Regions from separate parts of the Oryctolagus cuniculus genome. Here region 1 is linked to region 2. A link is a contact called in public Micro-C data. All regions are on one chromosome and are shown on one strand. The core of a region is the stretch at or near the end of the contact, and the rest is flanking DNA. Distances in the headings are between cores, read along the strand shown. Region 1 holds the start of ARHGAP29 (Rho GTPase activating protein 29). Region 2 has its middle 70 kb from the start of ARHGAP29.

What was found. Hi-C and Micro-C count contacts between places; a contact is called where the count stands out from the background.
Region 1: a Micro-C map of ear pinna shows a contact between it and region 2, with 4 times the contacts expected there. The contact joins the promoter of ARHGAP29 here to the enhancer-like site in region 2. A contact is called at or near these places in 5 of 6 Hi-C or Micro-C datasets (ear pinna, embryonic fibroblasts, psoas muscle and 2 more).

Annotation. Positions count from the first base shown.
Region 1 is chr7:76,413,737-76,419,004 of mOryCun1.1, reverse strand. ARHGAP29 (Rho GTPase activating protein 29) reads right to left here and starts at 1,330. Exons shown (of 23, transcript XM_051857470.2): 1 at 1,169-1,330.
Region 2 is chr7:76,344,970-76,349,902 of mOryCun1.1, reverse strand. No RefSeq gene overlaps it. Among named protein-coding and RNA genes, the nearest start is that of ARHGAP29, 70 kb to the left of the region's middle. Within about 2 kb of position 2,767, at least 4 of the 8 cell types and tissues checked have an H3K27ac peak or open chromatin away from gene starts, as enhancers often do. A contact at or near this core is called in ear pinna, where this site is marked.

The sequences.
Region 1 (5,268 bases), core at 81-2,580, 71 kb before region 2:
TAGCAAACTGCCTACAGAAATCACTGCGGAAAAGACCTAAACCCCCAAGACTCCCACAATTTACTATGCTTTGTTTACTCATTCTACACATTCACTTTCTTCCTGAACAGGGAATTCACTTGCTCAAACCGAGTAGGAGGTGAAGCTGGTGCCCAAAGGACAGGAAAGAGAAAGGCAGATGTAGAACAAAACCTTCCTGGCTGTCAGCTCCCAACACGTCCTAACAACCGCGTCCAAAAACATCCACCTTAGAACGCAGGATATCAAAGACCCCAAGCCCCGGGCTCTGAAGAGGGTTAGTGGAGAAAACGCGAGGTCAACGCTACACAGTCAGGAGGGTCAGAGAGCGCGCTCGGCCACGGTTTGGGGCAGCAGGCCTGTCCTGGGACGGCGGGTGTCAACACCAGCCCGGGGACGTCCAAGGAAACAGACTCACAGGGAGAAACTCCGCAGAACTCCTGTTCTGTAGAGCACCCGACTCCGTCTAGAGCCGTGGTGGGGAAGGGGGCTGGGGGAGGGTTGGGAGCGGTGAGGGGCGCACGCGGGGGACACTAGCACCGGAAAGGAAGGGAGGGGTTTTGGTCTTGCACCTTTAAGTCTCATCCCCACCCCCTCCCGCAGCCCCCAAAGTAATCAATAGCCAAGGCCTAGGTGAGGTGGAGTGTAATAAAAATAAATAAAAATGGACCAAGAAAGATCTGTTTTTTGTTTTGTCCCCCACCCCCACCCCAGCCTTGGCGTATGTCAGACTGCAACTTCAGACAACATCATCAAAGTCCCCAAAGAGGTCTCCGGTGAGGAAGACCGACGTGAGACTCGGCGAAGGAAACCAGCGGGGGACAGGGGAGCTGCGCCCCTGGACGCCGCAGGGGAGCGCGGCCGGCGGCCGGCCAGCCAGAGGTGAGGGGCGGCAGGCTGAGGGGAGTCCGCCCCAGCAGCCTCTCCCCGCGGCCGGCGCCGACGCCTGGAGCGTCCCTCAAGTTCCTCCACGCCCGCCTCGCCCCACGCGCCCCTCGTCGAGGACCCCGGCCCCCAGCACAGCCCGCAGCCCGCAGCCGTCTCAGCTCGGGGCAGCAGCGCGCGCGCGGCCCGAACCCCAGACGGGAACTCGCGGGTAGCCGCCGAGGGCGACCTCAGCCCGGAGCGAGCGCCTCCGCCGCACACTCACCATGGCGCTCGATCCCGCGTCCCGGACGCGGACGCCTGCCCTGCGCTCACGGCCGCCGCCGCCGCCGCCGAGGGCTGGAGCCCGCCACCCCCATCCCCCACGCACGGCCCGCGGACACCCCGGCCAAACCGCCGCCGCCCCTGCAGCCACCGCCACGACCGCGCTGGCCGCGCACGCCCCGCCCCCGCCTCCCGCCCGCCGCGGCCCGCCCCCCGGGGCCCAGCCCATTGGCCCGCGCTGCCGGGGGCGGGGCCCGGGCGTCCCCTGCAGGTGGGGGCGGTGGCTCGCGGGCGGGGGCTCGGCTGTCAGCGGCGCCCGGCCCGACCCTGTTCTCTGCGGCTGGCGACGCGTCGGGCCGTCTGGGCGGCTGGTGGCGGGGCAGGCGGGGCGACTCTGGGGAAAAGTCACCATTTACACCTTCCAGCAGGGAGCAGGTCCTCAACCCTTGTTAAACTGGACGTGGGTCGGGTAGACACTGAAGTCTCTGCAGGCAGGATTCTGGTCTTCAACTCACTTCGTCGACCTTCGTACCCCACCCTTCTCGTTTTCGAAACCGAAGAAAGTGCATTTGGGGCCAAACTTTAAAACTGTCTCAGCTGATAAATTTTATGCCAAATTTGAAATGTCTAAAATGGATTCTTATTTTGAGAAAAGCAAATTCCTCAAAAGATTAGTTGTTATGCACAGTTCCTGGCACCTGGAAGGCGCCCAACACCCGCAGTGTGGTTCTCCGTTTTTACCATTAAATGCTCCTGAGCATGGGACTCGGGGTAGAGGGCCAGGGTGGGGGGCAAACAGATGACCAAATTAAACCATTCGTCCGGTGGGGTCTCATCATAGGTGGGAAGTGGGGAGGACAGAGTTCGTATTGAGTAGAGTACTGTATATATTGGAAACACTTTCCCAAGGACAATCTTCAGCGAGTATTCCACGAATATGAGCCGATAAGTGGGAACATTTGTGGGACAGGAACTTGGAGAAGTCCCTCAACCTCCTTCTCCCCTTAAATCTTTTCAAAATATGTGAAACACTTGCCATACTGCACTCCTCTTCAATATCAGAGTGAGTGTGATATTTGAAAACATTCTCAGAGGAAGGTAGCAGTTCATTTTTACAATAGAATACACACAGTTATTAACTGAGAGAACGTCAAAAATCTGGAATAAGGAACAGGTGGTTGTGTTTGGCAAAAAAAAAAAACTAAAGAATAAAGGGCAATATCCACACTGAATTCCCTGACGATGTCCCAGCATGTACTCTGAATCATCCTGACACGCTGACTTGGCTTTTTTTTTTTTTAATCAATAAATACTTCTTGGTGAAAGTGGTTCAGGATCATGATTTTAGAGGATAAGGAACAACAGATAAACGAGAAATCAGAGCATAACTGTATACTGGGTTAATGATGAAACACACTTCGCAGATGCTATAGTACTGTCATGTTAGAATTGCAGTAGGCATTGACACCTAACCATTCTGCTGTTGAAATGTTCTGAAGCCTTCCTGTTCTCGCACTGAAAACCGATCATCCTATTTGACATCCTGTGGCACATAGGATATTATCCTTTGGGCATTTGGAGTTCTGGTGCCATGTTTACCTGGTCGTGTTTGTTTATTCGAATTAGATTTCAAGTTCCACAATTCTGCATTTCCTAGGTATCTTTCTGATACAGAATGGACCCCCTCTGTGTTTTTTGAAGGAATATTGAGAGAAAGACAAGTGGGTCCAGGAATAAAAATTCTACACATTTTTTTTTAAAGCATAATCTTCCCTCACCTTGGTGGTAACTGATGGAACCAAATGTAATGGCTGCAAAAACGTCATGCCTAAGGCAGAACCTCCCAGATATCCTGTGACCTGAGGTGACTGGAGTGATTGTGAGGGCACGTGTTCCATGTGAGCAGTGGAGGTGGGAACCCAGCTCCACAGGGACACGCACAACAGGTGCTCTTCCTCTCAACCCTGCTTCCATGGCCGTCTGCATAGGAGGCTGCAGCATTGTCCCACGAGGCCGATCCTATTTTTATTCCTACCACAAACATTTATTGAGGATTTGCAATGTGCCAGGCATGAGGGACATGGCAGGGCACTTTCAGTCCTCTCTGAGATTCTTCACCATGATTAAATGCCTGGGAGCGGGGAAGCAATCCTGGAAGCAGGCGAGGGCTGCCCAAGGACAGGTAGGCTCCCTGGACTGGTGCTGCCCTTGACTTAGAAAGAGTGGCTAAGAGCTTGACAGGCCGCAGTGAGTACAAAGGCTCCAGATTCCAGAGTGGACAAAACTCACCGAGCAGGTTATTAATCTTGATTCCATGATGGTTGTAATTGAGAAACAAGGAATCAATTCACTCCACATGTTGCAAATGAATGTGAAAGACACTGCAAGCATCCAAGAATTCTGGGCAGTCATGAGAGCAAACTAAGGACAAAAATCAAGCAAAACTTAAGTGAGTGTGTGAATATGACATCATACTAATTTTAATTCTAGATCAAGGTATTACATTCCAAATTCCAGTTGTTTGCTATGTTAAACTTTCTTGTAAGACCTTTGTTGACATGAACCTCTGTGCTTGAGCCACCACGTACCGTGGCCCCACCTAACATCCTAACAGCATGTGTAATGAAACTCCCTTAATAATTAATGGTCAGTGCGGGGGAAAAAATACTGCCTTCTGAAAAAGACAATTATTGATATTGCCGCGAATAAAGAGATGATAATGATGATAACAGTAATAATCACTAGCCATCCGTGGTTTACTGTGTGCTAGACACTGTTTTAATTATACTTTACATTTAGTGAATCATTTTGTCCTCACAACAACCCTGGGAGGTACTATCATCATCCACATTTTACAAATAGAAAACAGAATGAGAGAGAAGTTCAATGAAGAATTTTTGCTGTACTTTATGGAAATGAAGGTTAACATGAACTTAAGCTAGATCCAGCTTTTCTTAGAGAAAGGTAGTAGAGTGTGGCTCCTCTTATTTGACCTCTGCCACTTTGCCCTTGCTCTTCTGCAGACACCCCAGGGTGCCTCTGCCTTGGGCTTTTCTCTTTGCTGTGCCCTCTGCCTGGAGTGGGATCCTTCCCTAAGCGTGTGACCTATGGGTTTCGCCTGCAGTGGTCCGAATCATGGATGTGTTCCCTGACCGCTCCAAAGAAAACGACATTCCCTGTTTTTGGATGTTCCCCGTCCTCCTTCCCTGGCTTTTCTTTTTGCCATGCCACTTATCCCTTCACTGACTTGATATGGAAGCTATCAGCTTATTTATATATTTGGATTTCTCCTTCACATTTGGGTATGTGAGCTCCATGAAAGGGACTCTGCCTTCCTCGTCCTCCGCTATTTCCTCACTCTCTGGAAGAGTACTTAGAATTAATCAGCAAATGAAATACTTTAAAGGAAATAACCAATCGTATGTCCAAATATTAGATTTATCTTTTGAAAGATTAGTTTGTTCACATTGTGAAAGTTTTAAACAGATAACAGAACCATATTGCTGTGTTTGACAATGATTTTATGTTGGTTTCTTATAACCAACATACTAACACATGCCAAGTTTAATTGCTTGGCTATATCTTTATCTGAAATAGTCATAAATAACTTTGGATTCTTAAATTCTCTTCTCCCTTCTTTAAAGTGGTGGGTGAACACTTTCTGCTGTTGCTTTTCTTTCAAGTATTTAGTGGACTAAATGCTAGCTACATAAGAAAGCAAACACAGTTACCACCAACCTGTGTGTTCTCCTCCATGATCCTCACAAAACTTCTACATGAAGGTAAGAGGGATCTGTTTTTCCGGAGAGAATTTCATACCATTAGGAGTCAGAGGGATGTTGGAGGTCATCTATTCTGTTCTGCTTTACTTTATAAGCAAAGCCCACCCCAGTTTTCTCAGAATCGCAGATATTAGTCCCTGGCTTCATTCACTGGAAATAAGACCAGGGCTCTTTCTACACTAATTAATAGATTAAGGTTTTTAAATCTCTCTAAGTATACCTGATTCATCCTTAATTTCGTGAGTTAGTATTTAAGCTATACAACATGTTTAAATATGAAAATTGCTCTACAAATTTACTCCTGTTATTTTGGATGTCT
Region 2 (4,933 bases), core at 1,518-4,017:
AATGAAAGACAGAGAGTGATCTTCCATCTGCAGGTTCCTCTCCATATGGCTGCAACAGCAGGGGTTGGACCACGTTGAAGCCGGGAGCCAGGACCTCCATCCTGGTCTCCCACATGAGTGGTAGGAACCCAAGTACTTGAGCCGTTTTCTGCTGTTTCCCAGGCCCATTAGTGGGGAGCTGCCTCGGAAGTGGAGTAGCCCAGATTAGAACCAGTGCTCCTAAATGGGATGCTGTTGTCCCAAGAGATGGTGCCACTGGCTACACCACAGTGCCTGCCCCCAGAGGATATTGTTATTGCTATGTGCTCAGAAAATGTCATAAAAATGATTTATTAATGCAATGCATCCTCTTTTCAACAAGCTTCTTAGGTGACTATCAAAATCATGCAATATAATAAATAAAAGTGCACAAAATAGAAGAAACAAAGCAAAGAGACAAGGATGGGGTGGTGAAGTGAAGCCAGAAGCAAAGCCACCACACAGAATTGCCAACCCTATGAACTCAAGCTAAAGAGGAACCACAAATTTGGCTCTGAGCCGTGAGGAAGCAGACTGGCGATAGGATCCACAGGTTTTACAGATGCGTTTCAGGGGCTCAGGAGCCTCAAGACCTGAACAAAGTTTCTCCCGCGCCTTCTCCAAAAGGACACTGAGGTCGTGCGTGCCGCTGGGAGCCAGTGAGTTCCCACCAGCTGCTGCTTACGGTGTCGCTCAGGCAGCCTTCATTCAGTCAAGTGTCAGAGTGAGGTCCTGGACAAAGGGACACAGTTCAGATGTGAGGCTCTTCAGTGACCAGATTTGATCCAGGGCTAAAGCTCAAGTCTGCGGGAGAAAGATGGACCGCATCCTCCCCAACTGTTCTTTCCTCCAGTCAAGCTTCCGCGAGATCTGAGATACATCACGCGGCAGACACCCGCCGTGTCCTGACTCTGTTTTCCTGATTCGTTGCGTAGCTCCACCTAGGAGCCTGGGCATCCTCTTGTGAAAACAAAGGTTCCCAGTCCGGGCTGGCAACTGCTAGGAGCAACCTCTACCAAGAGGCAGAGGCAGGGGTATGCACGGGCAGGGGCCAGAGTTCCTTCAGAAAAGCAACAAAACAACAACAGCAGCAACAACAAAACAGCCCCTCTGTGCTCTAGCAGGACAATAAATGGAGAGCCCAGCTCCCGCGGAGCACGGCCAAGGTGTGCAACACAAATAAGCCTCCCAGAAACTCTTACTTCCCAGTCCAGGATGAATTCACACCTCTCTTCTCCTGTTGGGTTGTTTCCATGACATATCTCCCCACCCACTAGAGTAGAGAGTGGAGCATTGACTTAAAAAATGAAATTAACCTGCAGAGAAAAAGTCATTTTTGGATTAATGACCAGGCTGTTGGCTGAGTGTTTGATTTGGCTCCTTCCCCATCCAGTCCCAGGCAGGTCACTCCACAGAGCTTTCTCCAACTACAGCATGATTTTGTTTTTTAGAAAATATGTACACTTGGTAAGGAGTCCAGGTGAGTTAGACTTCGGGTATGCATTATTCAGAGAGCGAAAGTATTTTCGGCACTGCTTGAAGTGTTTGTACCTACCTGACAATGCATGAAGCACTCAACACAGTAATCTTACTGTTTTGGCTGTTGTTTTTACCATTACTCATGCTGGATGACTGCGGGGGAGGAAAAAAAAACTTAATGATGATCTTGTGTGTGTGAATTATTTTTAGGTTTTCGGTCTGGGATGAACGCGCCGAACAATCTGTCATGTGGGTACAAATATTTTCATAGACACGAATCCAAATACCACAAAACCGCCACCACGGCTCAGGTTCCACAGGTCTTTTTCTCGGGCAGACGTTTTATTAAATGTGAATATCCTTAAACTATGAGAACCTCCACAAGACCTTGAGAAGAAAACACACAGACCCCTACAAAAATTAAAAAGATGGTCAGGAGAACTCCCCCGGGGAGCTAATTTCTAGGGAGAAAGAAAGAACTTTGTGTTTTTGGATTTTGTTGCCATCCTAAGCAGTATACAAAAGGAATCAAAGTGACAAGTTGGGTCCCAGCCCTGCTGTAGCACGGCTGGTGGCTGATAAGGCGCCCCGGAGCCCGGTGGGAGTCAAGTTTCAGCCCTGTCAGGTGTAATCAGAACCCAGGTCCTAAAACAAAGGCCTGTACTCTGCTTCCTTAGCCCAAGAATCACTTCTGCACGGCTGAAATGAAACAGCTTGGCAGCCTAGAGCTAGTGTGATTGTGTCATCTTCCCTCCCTTCACATTCCCCAATTAATGGTATTTTTTTTTTTTTGTAAGCATGGTTGGTGATTGTAGAAAATTCAGGAGAATTTCCCTTGCTGGGTTTTCTCCAGAAGATCAAAATGAGGGTTACGTGAAGCCAAATGCTGCTTGGGCGTCAGGGTGATGAGGGGGACAGAGGACAAGTCCTGGCCGCTTCCCCCAACGGCGCTGCTGGGACCGTTCCCGGCCCAGGGCGGCGGGCAGCGTGCACACGGGCCCTGGGTGACAGTGGCCTCCAGTGGGCGGGCTTGCACGCAGCTGCCTCAGAGGAATGGACTGGAGCGATGGGCAGGCTCGGGCCAGCGCGGGAAGCCGGGCTCCGGGGTCACCGCGAGCCGGTGCGGAGCTGAAGCGCGCTCAGAAAGAGCCCCGGAGGTGCTGCCATAGGGAGAAGGTGGCAACTGGAGGAAATGACAACCCCGGAGTGTGGGAAGACGACAATTAGCCCAGGCAGAGGCGCAGGAAGGAATACAGAATGCATTACAATGGGAGGAACCGGGGCCGCGAGCTGAGCCGGCCGGGCCAGGGGCTCCCGGGGCGAGACGCTGCCTTAGGAATGCCGGCTTCTTAGAGCTTCTCGGAGCTTTTTTGTGTTGTTGCTGCGGCTCCTAATTTAACCCCTTCACACCTCGGAGGGGCGAATTCTAAGGCCGACGTTTCTATTTGTGCAGCTTAGAGGTTGTCCCGTGAATATTAGCAATTCCAGACAAGAATGCCTGCACAGTTAGAAAAACTCATCTTCCCTCCGCGCCCCACCCCCAACCCCGTGCCCACAAAATGATGAGAGTTTAAGCTTGGATTGCGAAGCAAAATGTTTCCACTGGAGACATTAGAAGAAATACTCAAGGCGGTATTGATGAGCAAGTGTAGGTGATTTGACACCATGAGCAAAGTATTCATGCAAAGGCAATGACTTTCTAAGAGGAAAACATGTACATGTTTAAAGACCATTTCAATGACTACCAAGATTACCTAGCAGGGCAAAGCGTTCGATACCCAGGAGTGGATTGAAGTGTGATTGTTTTGTGAAAATAAGAACTTATTTTTCAAATCGATGTGTTTATCACACATGAATATCAGCACGAGGGACAAAGCTTTTCAGTGAGCCCCAAATGAACTTGTTTGTTTTTCACTTTCATCCTGAAAGTCAATTGGCAGAGAAAGGAAGCCGGGCCTTAATCACCCACGATGCTAAAAGCTTGGAGAGAAAGGAAGGAAAGGCAGTGCTGCAGCTGAGAGTGGGGGCGGGGGCAGCGAGGGGATGCTAAACAGGATTAGAAGAACCAGATACCATTACAAAGGACTGGTGGCCCGGGCAAAGTGGATAATAAAGCAAATTAAAGATTCTTAAAAGTCCCCTGTGTCCAGGAAATGAATCCACTGCTCAGACGAATAAGCGAAGCGGCATCACGTGGAAGAGAATGACTAAATAGCCACGGGAGAGACACAAGGCTCCCAACTCTGGAAGACAGACCACAAGAAAGAAGGAAGAGGGAGGAGGTTCTGAGACAGCACCGAGAGGGTGTAAAAGTGCACTGAGAAGCCTCTAGAGCATAGTGCAAGAAGCAGGGCCTGGAAAAAGCCACAGCAATAAAAGATTCCCTAATTACTTTCAAGTGACTGCAGGTGAGGGAGCAGGTTCAGGGACTTGAAGAATTAAACTACGTTTTATTTTCATTTATTTTAGTTTGATGTTTTGGTCTTGCCCTCTTGAGGCCAATAAACATGTATCAGAAATAGAAACAATGTCAGCAGAGTGATAAATGAAAGGCAATTAGGAATTCCCCTCCAATAAATCCAGAGGATTCCAGAAGAGACAACCCCCGAGTGGGAAGAGAGGGCTGCAGAGGTTAGCGAGGCCCCTGGGAGATGCCAGGCGGAAGTCAGAGCCCAGGAAATCCAGTACCTTTCAGGCAGTGAGCCGCGCCCCAGGCGGAAGCTTGCTAGGCTTTCCCTTGGAACTCAGGAGCAATTGCCATGTTTAAAATGTTTGCATTTATTTTTAATTATTTGAAAGGGAGATAGAAAGAGAGAGAGAAAGAGAGAGACTCTGTCTGTTGGTTCACTCTCCAAATGCCTGCAACAATCAGAGCTGGGCTAGGCCAGCGTCAAGAGTCTGGAAGTCAACTTTCATCTCTCAAGTGTACTTCGGGGACGCAAGCACCTGGGCCATCACCTGCTGCCTCCCAGAGGTGCACATTAACAGGAAGCTGGATTTGGAAGCAGAGCTTGGACTCAAACGCAGACACTCGGATAAGGGCACTCCCAGCAGCATCTTAACCACTCTGCCACACGCCCACTCCCAGACGTTTAAAGTACATACTGGTATACAGCAACGAGGGTAAAATTACCAAATACCTGGGAGTTCCACAAACAAGCAAAGCAGCCTCTTGATTAAAATCCTAATAGAGGATTTCTACATTTTGTTCACCACACTAAGACTAATAAGGAAGCATTTGTCAGCATTGCCAACATATTCTGCGAAAAGGAATTAACATCTGGGGAGAAAGTGATTGATGAACTGGGCGAGATTAACCCAACATCCTCAAGGAGCTGACTCAGGGCACACACACAGATGCTTGGGCATCTGTGACAGGAGGACCAGAGGCTCTTCCCCACAGTCGCTGTATGGTGCTTGCTGATCCAAAGAATCC